2 separate regions of the Ovis aries genome follow, and region 1 is linked to region 2. The links are chromatin contacts, called in public Hi-C maps. All regions are on one chromosome and are shown on one strand. Each heading gives the region's core, a stretch centred on a gene start, on an enhancer-like site or on the middle of the called end of the contact. The rest is flanking DNA. Distances are from core to core; before and after follow the strand shown.

The links. Hi-C and Micro-C count contacts between places; a contact is called where the count stands out from the background.
Region 1: a contact with region 2 is called in a Hi-C map of hypothalamus, with 2.5 times the contacts expected there. The contact joins two enhancer-like sites. A contact is called at or near these places in 2 of 16 Hi-C or Micro-C datasets (hypothalamus and skin fibroblasts).

What each region holds. Positions count from the first base shown.
Region 1 is chr10:30,393,251-30,398,591 of ARS-UI_Ramb_v3.0, reverse strand. No RefSeq gene overlaps it. Among named protein-coding and RNA genes, the nearest start is that of ALOX5AP, 40 kb to the left of the region's middle. Within about 2 kb of position 1,906, at least 8 of the 54 cell types and tissues checked have an H3K27ac peak or open chromatin away from gene starts, as enhancers often do. A contact at or near this core is called in hypothalamus, where this site is marked.
Region 2 is chr10:30,198,815-30,204,116 of ARS-UI_Ramb_v3.0, reverse strand. No RefSeq gene overlaps it. Among named protein-coding and RNA genes, the nearest start is that of TRNAW-CCA, 15 kb to the right of the region's middle. Within about 2 kb of position 1,881, at least 15 of the 54 cell types and tissues checked have an H3K27ac peak or open chromatin away from gene starts, as enhancers often do. A contact at or near this core is called in hypothalamus, where this site is marked.

The DNA of each region.
Region 1 (5,341 bases), core at 657-3,156, 190 kb before region 2:
CCCTGCCACCACCAGCCCTAGGGAATGCTGGGCCTGAGTCTGAGCTCCAGGGAAAAGTCTCCTCCTGCAGTCAGCCCGTGGCCAGTAGGCATCAGGGTCACTTGCTCAGAGGTTTTCACGGTTGTTGCTGCTTCATGCTCATCCTCTTGATCCCCAGGTTCCTTGGGACCCTCAGTCCCTACACATATATGAACCCCAGCAAAAAGGGAGACATTTCAGGCTGGAAGACAGTAAGATGGCCTTTCAAAATGAATGGCTTCCTCCTTCTTCCCACACTTAGAGCATCTCCATTCCCCACTATGTCTCCTCTAAGTATTTCATTTCTGTTTATACCCAAGCTCCACAACGAGACTGTAAATTCCATGAGACAGAAGCCTTTCTCTCGCCTTTCTCATGTGTTATTTCAGCCACAAGCTGTGAATACAGCAGACGCCCACTGAGGACTGATGGATTAATTCCTCCCTTTGATGTGGCAGGAGATTTTGTGCATGTTGTATTTCCCTTAGCAGATGGAAAGCTTCATGAGGACGGGAAGTAGTATGAATCATTTTTGCATTTTGTACAATATCCAATTTAATTATCTATCAGAATAAGTGGAGAGTCTGCAATATATAAGGAAGTGATGAGTGGACCGAATTGAGGGAGACTGCACCAGATCAATTTCTAATTTTGAGAAATGGGGAAGGGGCGGTTTTTAGTTTTTCTTCCTGTCGTGGGAGTATTTCCCTGACGTGGTTTGATCGTGCTCGTCTCTCGGAACACTTTCTTCATTTGACTTCTTGCTTCATCCTGTCCCTCCCCAGCCTCTGCAGGGTTGGAGGTTAGCTACTCTCAAGAAGGAGAGCTCAGCCTGGGGGGAGAATCTCCTGGATGTACTCTTACGTCTACGCCGAATTCCTTGGGGTGCTTATTCACATTGGTCAATTTCTAAAAACAATTTTCCTACTGAAAAAGACCCCTTCTTTTAAAAAAAGAAAAACCCGGTTTAAATCTCCAATTTCCCCCATCTCCACTTAGCATGTCCACAACAAAATTCCTGATGTCCCCAACCCTCAAATCACCTCCCCCCACCCCACCCCACTCCCACGGTCCTCATCTCAGTAAATGGCAACTCGGTGCTTACTTCTCAGGACGAAGCCTTGGGATCACCTTTCACTCCTCTTTCTCTCATTCTGCACATCCTCTCCTTAGAAGACCCTGTTGGTTTTTACCTTCAGAAGAGAGACAAACTGGGCCATTTCGTTCCCTCCACCACCTCCACTCTGTTTGAAGCTTCCACTCTTACCACACTGTAAACTCCTGAAGGTGCAGACCTGGTCTGTTTTGTTCATCTCTGTATCTTCAGTTCCTGAAACATTGCCAGGCACATAGTAGGTGCTCAGTCACTATTTAGTCCATCTTCCCTGGATGTTTGCAGTAATCCCTTAACTCTGGATTTCTCAACCTTGGCACGACTGACGTTTGGAGCTGGATAACTCTCTGTTGGGGGAGCTTCGTGTGCAGTGCAGGAGGGTTGGCAGTGTCCCTGACCGATCCTCACCCAGCTGCCAGTCGTCCACTCCCCTCCTCCCCAACTTGATGACCTAAACCTGTGTCCAGATGCTGTTGGGTGTCCACTAGGGGGGCAGAACCACCGCCCTGGCCGATCTTCCCCTTGCATGCTCGTCCCCTGCAGTCCCTGAGTAGCCAGAGTGACTCTTGAAAACTGTCAGTCAAACCACGGCTTCCTGTTGATTCAGAGTGAAATCCCAACACCTCACAGCATCTGCAAGTCCTCTCTCTTCCCTGACCCTGGCCCTGCCCACTGCAGCCCTGTCTCAGACCCAGTCCTGCTGGTCTCTGGACATACCACGCACGTTCCTGCCTCTAGACCTCACCACTTGCCATCCGACAGCCTGAAACCCTGCTCTTGGGCTCCCTCTGGAGCCCATGGAGCTTCTGCTCTATCCTCAGCTCCTGCCCCTCCCTTTCTCTGTGCCTCTGCTCTTCTCACCGCCTCTTCATAGACAGATGCACCCAGAATGGTGCCCGGAGGTGTTGGGTGTTGGGTGAATGGCCATGGATGGGTGGGTGGACACTGAAGACTGCTTCTATCCCGGGTCCTCCTCCACCTTCTGTCTTTGGCTCGCTCCTAAGTCTTGCCAAGTCACTCCCTGGTTCTGTTTCCTCTTGACTCTGAAATATGACCAGAACTCAACAAATGGAATAAAGGAAAGAACACGGACAACCGAAAGCCTCACAGGGAATACCTTCCAGAACCCGGGTCCCTTTGTGTCCCCCCATACCATGTGCGTGCTCAGCTGTGTCCGACTCTTCGCGACCCCGTGAACTGTAGCCTGCCAGGCTCCTCTGTCCGTGGGACTCCCTAGGCAAGAATGCTGGAGCAGGTTGCCATTTCCTTCTCCAGGTGATCTTCCCAACCCAGGGATCGAACCCGGGCCTCTTACATCTCCTCCGTTGGCAGGTACGTTCTTTCCCACTAGTGCCACCTGGGTTTTTGTGTCCCAGGGTTTGGGTTTATTTGGAGTCATCAGCACAGCTTAGTGAGTGTGGAGGTGCATTGCCAGGGTCCATCCAGTCATCCTCTGACCCCGTGTGTGCTCATGGGCAATGACATCTTCTATCTGTGCCCCAGGCCCTAACCTCTGACATAGGATGATGATATGACAGAATTCCCAGGGCTGATGTGAGGATTAAGGGACTGAATCACACATGTAAAGTGCTTAGCCAGGTAGTGAGCCCTGGATAAATACTTGTGCCAAGTCTGTGTATGTGAGGATTTGGTGCCTGGTAATAAGACGAGCTTCCAAAACTTTCTGTAAAACCTTCGTTCAGTCAGTCTACAGGCATGGACAGCCTGCCATGTGCCGTGTTGTTCCAGGTGCTGGGGAAATGGGTCAAATAGGACAAACAGTGTCCCTGTCTTCTTGGAGTTTGCATCCTGTTTTGAGGATATAGCCAACAAGCAAAAAAAAAAAAAAAGATCAGATGGTAGTAAGTGCTATGATAAAAATAAAACAGGGTGATGGGGGAGAATGGCTACCTGTATATGTATGGCTGAGTCCCTTTGCGTCTCACCTGAAATGACCACAACATTGTTAATCGGCTATATTCCAATACAAAGTAAAAAGTTTAAAGTTTGGAAAAAAAAAAAAAACAGTGTGATAACATGGTGAGGGATGAAGGGAGAGAGTTGCTTTAGGTTTCATGATCTGGACAAGTAACTTCGAAAGGCAGTTTTTGTGCTGTATTCTGCATGAGAGCAAGGTAGGAGCCAGGCAAACACCAGGGTGTCAGGATTTTCCAAGGACAGTAGCCAGCTCATGCGGAGCCCTAAGCAGGGGTGGAGCTTCATGTATTTGAGGATCAGAAAGAAGGCCAGGGTCAGTGGGGTGGGTGGAATGAGGGTGATGGGGCTACTGGGAGGGAATGAAGTCAGAGAGACGGAGTTGGGGGGCACCAGAGACCACAGTGGAGGGATTGGCTGTTTTGTTCAAGGGCTGGGGACTCACTGGAAGGTTTACAGCAAGGAGATGGCGTTTTCCAAAAGCTCCTCTGGTTACTGGGTAGGGAACAGACTGCAGAGGGGCACACGTGAAAACAGGCTCCTACGGGGCACTGTGACAAGGAAAGCATGTGAGCGGGGGGCGCAATGAGGGTGGAGGTCCTGTCTGTGAGACACTCAGAGGCTCTCAGTCCTCCCGTGGACAGACGGCGTCAGCACCCAGTGAGGCTGTGGCACAGGTACCTGACTTGTCCTCTCGACCTCGAGGGAGCCGGACTTAGCGCTTCCGGCCCCTTGCATTTTTTCTCCCCAAGAAAATTGTTTAAAATGTATTTCCTTTTAATTGGAGGATAATCGCTTTACAATATTGTGTTGGTTTCTGCCATATATCTGCCATGAATCAGCCACAGGCATCCATGTGTCCCCTCCCTCTTGAACCTCCCTCCCACCTCCCACCCCTAAGAAGATTTCCATGTAAAATTATAATGTGATCAGTATCGGGAAAAAGAGTGACGCTAGACTCCCTTTACTTCTAGAACTTTCTCCCATGGCTCCCGGGACTAATAAGAAAATAAACTAAAATAGTGTTGAATCTAAAGGGAGAAAAAAGCATCTTTACAATCACTGACCAAGAATTCTGTGCTGACAATGGATTTGTTTATTAAATAGCAAGTTTTTGACAGTGACAATAACTACATGTAGAAAACGTTTGTTTTAAGAATCTTGAAAAAAATACACAGAGACTTCTTCCAACGGTTATAAGCAGAAAGACTGCTTGTTCTCCCTATTTTATAAATTCTCTTCTAAATAAGAGTGTACGTTTCACATTTAATAAACAGTCACTGGGTTGGAAGGATTTCTTTTCTGGATCTAGCAGTGGTGGTGGTTTGGTGGCTATGTCATGCCCTAATCTTGTGAGCCCATAGGCGGTAGCCTGCCAAGTTCCTCTGTCCATGGGATTTCCCCCTAGTAGACCAAAGGCCAAAGGGATTTTTTAGTTTAGTTTTGGTTTGGTTTGTACGGGCTTCCCTGATGGCTCAGATGGTAAAGCATTCGCCTGAAATGCAGGAGACCTGGGTTTGATCCCTGGGTTGGGAAGATCCCCTGGAGAAAGGAATGGCTACCCACTCCAGTATTCATGGAAAATTCCATGGACAGAGAAGCCTGACAGGCTACAGTCCATGGGGTCACAAAGAGTCAGACATGACTGAGTGGCTTTCACTTTCATATGAGTTTTTTTTTTTTTTTTCTGTTCTAATTTACAGCACTATTTATAGACCAGCCATTTTGTATACTTAGAATACTTTCCAAAATTCAGGGAAGAGGCCCAGTGGAGTTTCTAGAGGTCTTCTCCTCTCTGGGTCTTGAGACAAAGTGAACTGCTGCTGATCTCTGAAGCAGTGGTCTTTGATCAGCTCACGTCAGAAGCCTCCCCCATTTGTCCCTATAACATCACTTACTGGGCAGCCAGGATGAGGGTTGTCACGTCAAATACAAAAGTTCAATTTGAATTTAAGATTTTAAAAAGTGAACAGTATTTTAGTATAAGCGTGTCCCCAACATCACAAGGGCAGATAATAGTCATTTATTTGAAATTAAAATTGAACTGGGCACCCAGTCTGTGCTCTTATTTGATTAAGTGGCATCTTGAGCCATGTTTGGGGCTGCGTGGGAAGCATTCCCAGCAGCGGCAGACACTCATGCCACATATCTGCTGCCTCCTTGAGCCTGTCCATCTCTGCTCACCTGCTCTTCTCTACCCAGCTGGCCTTGCCAACATCCAGCAAGAGGCTGTTGGCACTGGAGTGAGCAACTCTCTCTTTACCATCTTTCTTG
Region 2 (5,302 bases), core at 632-3,131:
GTCTCCTGACCGAGAGGGTTCATCAGCCCAAGCGCCTCCTTTCAGCTAGCTCTCAGCTCTGGCACTGGTTTTATAAATAAGTTTCTTATTTTAATTATGAACCTACACAGTGGAATGAGATGATTAAATGAAGAGAAATCTGAAATCACTTCCGATCTGGGTGAAGTAAACAAGTGCCTGTGTCTAAGACTGTTCTGCAAATAGAACATAAGCGTGACATAAAGGACAGTCTTTGGGTCCCCCTCCCCCGAGCTGCTGTTGTGCTCCATGTCTGAAGATGTTTCCTTTTTTCGTTCTTTGCTCTAGTTACGAGGATCCTGACAAGTGCCTGCTTCTCTATGGTGATGATCAGGTAGGTGTGGAGGGCATGAGGGGGCAGTCGTCACTGATTCAGGGGCCAGACGACCATGTGCTGTCCTTTCAGGGAGGAGCAAAGGGGGGGGAGGCAGGTGGGAGGATCTGTTTCTGGAAGGTGAGGCACAAGTAGAGGAAAGAGAAGAGGAAATGCAGCGTTATGGCAAATGCACGAAATTCTGACAAGTGACATGTCTGAGTGCCGGCCTCTGCCTGGTGCTGTGCTTGCGTCTTCAGTCCTCACACCACCGCCATCTGGCGACGTTCCTACTGCCATCTGTGATAGCGGGGACACTGAGGCACAGAGCAGTCACATGGGCTCTCCAGGCTATGTGCTGCTACGGGCCGACACAGCTGGGATTTGAACCCAAGCAGCCTAATCCCGGCCGGCATTTAACCACTGTGCTTTACTGGCTTTCAAGTAAAACGAAAGGGATGTTCCAGGTAAATGTGTGAAGAAACAGGGCTGAGAAGGAAGGAATCACTCAGAAAGCTTTAAAGCCGGAGCACAGCGGGAAACACACGTCTGGTTTAATTCCCATTAGTCAGGGGAGGCTCCTGTTAATCAGGGCCAAGGGGAAGGATGCGGGAGGGAGGAAACCTTTCTCTGGATTTTGCCTCACAATTAGAAATAAGGCTTAAATGCAAATTCCGGTGGGAGAGGAGACCAAGTGATGTAAACACAACCGAGGTGGATGGTGTGATGTCCTAGAATCTTTTTGAAGAGCATGTTGGAACAGGACAAAGACGACCATCAGGAGGGTGCCAGATACTTGGATCGGCGGTGGGACTGAGGAAGAAGGGAGAGGGACCCTGGCCAACTCTGAAATCCAGCTAGTTTCAATTTCAAACTTTGCCTATATGTGGCCTTTCTATTTTCCTTAGAGCCTTTGAAGGCAGATTTTTTTTTAAAAAAACTGAGCACCCAGGAGAGGGCAGGTGGGTGATTCTGCAGTCCAGGGCCCTGCACGGTGGGAGCAGGGACTCTGCACTCCCAACTGCACGCCCCGACTCCAGGGGGCGCCATTCACACAGACTGCGGTATGCATGATCTGGATCCCTGGATATGCACTGCTGCAGCTTCCAAGGCCTGGAATTTCCCCCAGCGGACACTGGCACAGGGATGGGATGGGAGAGGGAACCCCACCCCACCCACACCCCCACGATGCGTACCGGCACCCCGGTGGTCACCAGCCCCAGGCGATTGTTAAATGCAGCTCCCCGGCTCTGTCTGTCCACCGCGCTGCAGTCCTGGGTGCGGTCCAGCCGGGTGACTGGCAGCAGTCCAACAGAAGCCAGGGAGGCAAAGCCAGGGCCCCATCCAGGCAACACTGCCTGTTCATTACAATGCAAGTTCATTGGTGAAAATGCAAATGATCCATTTCACTTCATCCTCCTGACAGACTGTGCTGGTAGCAATAACGGGCTGCTCCTTGCACCTGTCATCACTGCGGCACTGCTCACTTTGTGTAAAAGGCCTGCCACACTTCAGGTGTATATATAGCAACCGTCATTAACGCTGCCTGGGGGAAACCCGATCATTCACTGCCCCCTAGTGGACCGGAAGTGAATGACCCCATAGACTGTTCCTTTGATTTAGGTTCCAAGCAAATCAGAGTTGCATTTTGTTTCAGGAATAGATTGCAGAGTATGCTGCTTTAGTCCTTGTAGCTCGTGGTTATGGTTCTTAACAGCACTTTAATAAGATAAAGTGTCAATCATGGGTGGCTCTTTGTGGAACTATGTTTGAATGTTTAAAAGTCTGGACATTTTTCAACAGTATTGAGCCTTCACTGGATGTTCATTAAAAAAAAAACAACAACACGAATTTTCTCTAGGCTGATAAAAAGCTTACAGTGAAGATATCATTAAGGAGCTCACCTTGCCATCTCACAAAATTATGAGTTGTGCCCAAGAGAGAAATTAGTTTATATATGAAGCAGATGCACCGACTCTGGCTGTTTTATCACTTAAGGTCCCCTAAGCACCCTTTGTCGGCTTTCAAGGTCTTCACATTTTGCCTACTTCTTGATGGGCAAGTATCCTTGGAATCAGGGACACAGTCAGCATAAAGGAAGCTACTGAGACAAAGACAAGGGAAACCTGGTTTATCATTGTCATACCACAAAGGCTGCCTTGATTAGTGACTGACTATTCTTGGGCTTCTTTCTTTGCTACATCTCGTCTAGGATCACGCACTTAAAGATCATTTAGAAATACTCGTCAGTGTTGCATTCAGCGTACTAAGAAACATGGTTTTTTAAATTTTTTTCCTTGAAGCATAGATGATGTTCTCTGCTGTGCCTATCTCTGCTTTACAGCAAAGTGACTCAGTTGTACACATATAGGCATTCTTATTTTTATATTCCTTTCCATTATGGTTTCTCACAGGTATTGAATAGAGTTCCCTGTGGTATACAGTAGGACCTTGTTGTTTATCCATCCTATATATACTAATTTACATCTGCTAATCCCAAACTTCCAATCCTTCCCTCCCCTACCCACCTCCCACTTGGCAACCACACAACTGTTCTCTATGTCTGTGAGTCTGAAGAAACTTGTTTCCTAAGGAGGTGAATAATCTACTTTTATACCCTTTCTGAGCTATTTGAGTATTGTAAGGACTTGAACAGATTGGTGACTATCTTGAAGTTCAGTGAAATCATTTCTTTGAAATTTTGGCATATCTACTACTAGAATATTATAGATACCAGAATAGCTCCCTTTCCATAACCTGGACTCTTGCCACAAAGACCTCCATTAATAAAGTCTAGGCCAGTCATGTCCAAAGCCATCTCTGCTATATACAGATTAGCTTTCTACCTGTACATCTAGAACAATGCTAGTCATGTGCCATCCTTGGGAGAACTGAAAGTAATAGTCCCTTGCTTATTGGTACAAATGAGGAAACTGGGCAGTTACCTGAGATGGTTACCTAAGAAGTGGTATCTGGGTGAGATTCGTATGGGGGTAGTGATAAATTCCCCCCTAGGACAGTCCTGTTCATTGAGCTTATTTATTTCGGACTGACTCTAGGGTAGGCATAGTCCTGATAACAGGAAATCTCTAAGAGAGAAAAGCGCTGGTAAGGAAGCTTTGGTGTGCAGACACAGAGCAGAACTCAAAATTTTCCCTGTCTGTGTAGATCAGAATCCACAGTAAGTGAAGTGCTTCGGAGTTCTTCCTAAGCAGGCTGTAGTTTCCCTGAGAATGTCACAGGAAGAGCTGCTGGTGATTCATCAGGTTAAACTTTTCCTCCTTAGTCAGAAACAAACAGCTATCCAGTGTGGAAGCCCAGAGGGTTCTGGGACCCAGAGGGAGGGGGTGAGGGTAAGCAGGCCTGTTTACTGACTGCACAGTACGTTCCAACCATGAGACCTGAATGGCTGCTGAAGAACATAGTGAAAGCCTCAACCCATGGAAACTTTCAATCCAGTAATAAAAATTAAATAGGCTTGGGGTAGAACTTACCAGAGAGAAATAGGTCAGTAGAGCTGATTCCTGTAGGTCCTCATACCAGTCCAGTGAAGCACTGTGGCTGCCTCTTTAATTAAAGCTGGGCAAGATGCCCATCAAGTGGTTCCATTTAATTTTGGCTGACCTAGTTTAAATCAGTCAGTCAACATATCTTGTGGACCCAGAGGTCCCAGAGCAAGGTGGTCATCTGGTCTACCCCCCAGCCTACTCAGCCAATATCTTTGATATATCATCTCTAAAGAGGTGCTTGAGCCAGGACTGAATTAGGTGCTAGAGGCAGGGAGATGGGAAAGCAGAGTGGGGTCGTAGGTGAAAGCTAAGAATATTCTTTCATTCACATTGGAAATTTGACAACCTAATTAGAAAATCCAAAGTAAAATACACGGGAAATGATTATGAAGTACTTTGGCCACCTGATAGGAAGAGTCAACTCATTGGTAAAGACCGGGAAAGACTGAGGGCAGGAGGAAAAGGGGACAACAGAGGATGAGATTGTTGGATGGCATCACCGACTCAATGGACATGAACTAGGGCAAACTCCAGAAGACGGTGAGGGACAGAGAGGCCTGGCATGCTATGGTCCATGGGGTCACAAAGAGTCACATACGACTTGGCAACTGAACAACAATGAAAAAGAAGACGAGTGGAAACTCAACCAGTATTTCTGCTCTCTGACCTTATCCTGGTGCTTCCTCCTATGATGATCACCTGCCTCCGGGCATGTGGGAGGTGGGTGAAGTGGTTCAGCAGGCGGAAGTGCACAGCGAGAGCCCCCATCTCTGGCTGGCTGTCGTTCAGCCTAGAAGCTGGCTTTCCTCGGGGCTGCACACACGCCCTGCTACCGCATCTTCTCCAGCTGGCCTCTGGCCAAGCTGCCTCATTGGTAATACCAAGCAGGTTTTCTGTACGAGTTTCAAAGCTGCTGTTGCTGCAGTAAGTGTAACCTGGCCTTTCATGTCTCAGTCTAGACAGATGCCGGATTGAATAAAGGCATCCTCCAAGCCCCGTGTCGCACTGGCCATCTGGAATGTAGCCGACCACTCATTTAGCAAATTGCTCTGTTTAAATGCAGCTGCTGTGTCTCAGCGTTTCTGCTCCTGACACAGATCGCATGATTCCTCTGCCTTCGTTTGTCTAGCCATTCCTCTCAATCTGCCTGGGAACTTAAAGAGCCTGTTAATGTCTGACAAGGCACTTGACCTGCAAGATTTCCAAGCCCAGGAGGAGCGTTACTTGTTGTGCTGGGCCATCCTTTCCTCAAAAGCAAGGGCACCTTGCCTGTGCGCCTCGCCTTAATGAAAGCCACCTTTACTAAGAATCCTTTATTAAGCTCCACAGGGCCCAGCTACCCAACACTGTAAATATTACCCTTTAGAAATGCATCCCCGAGGCCCGGTGCAGGCAGCTGGCCCAGGAGCAAGTCGGGAGGTGACCTCAGACCTCAGATCTCTGTGGACAGAAGGGTGTTGTT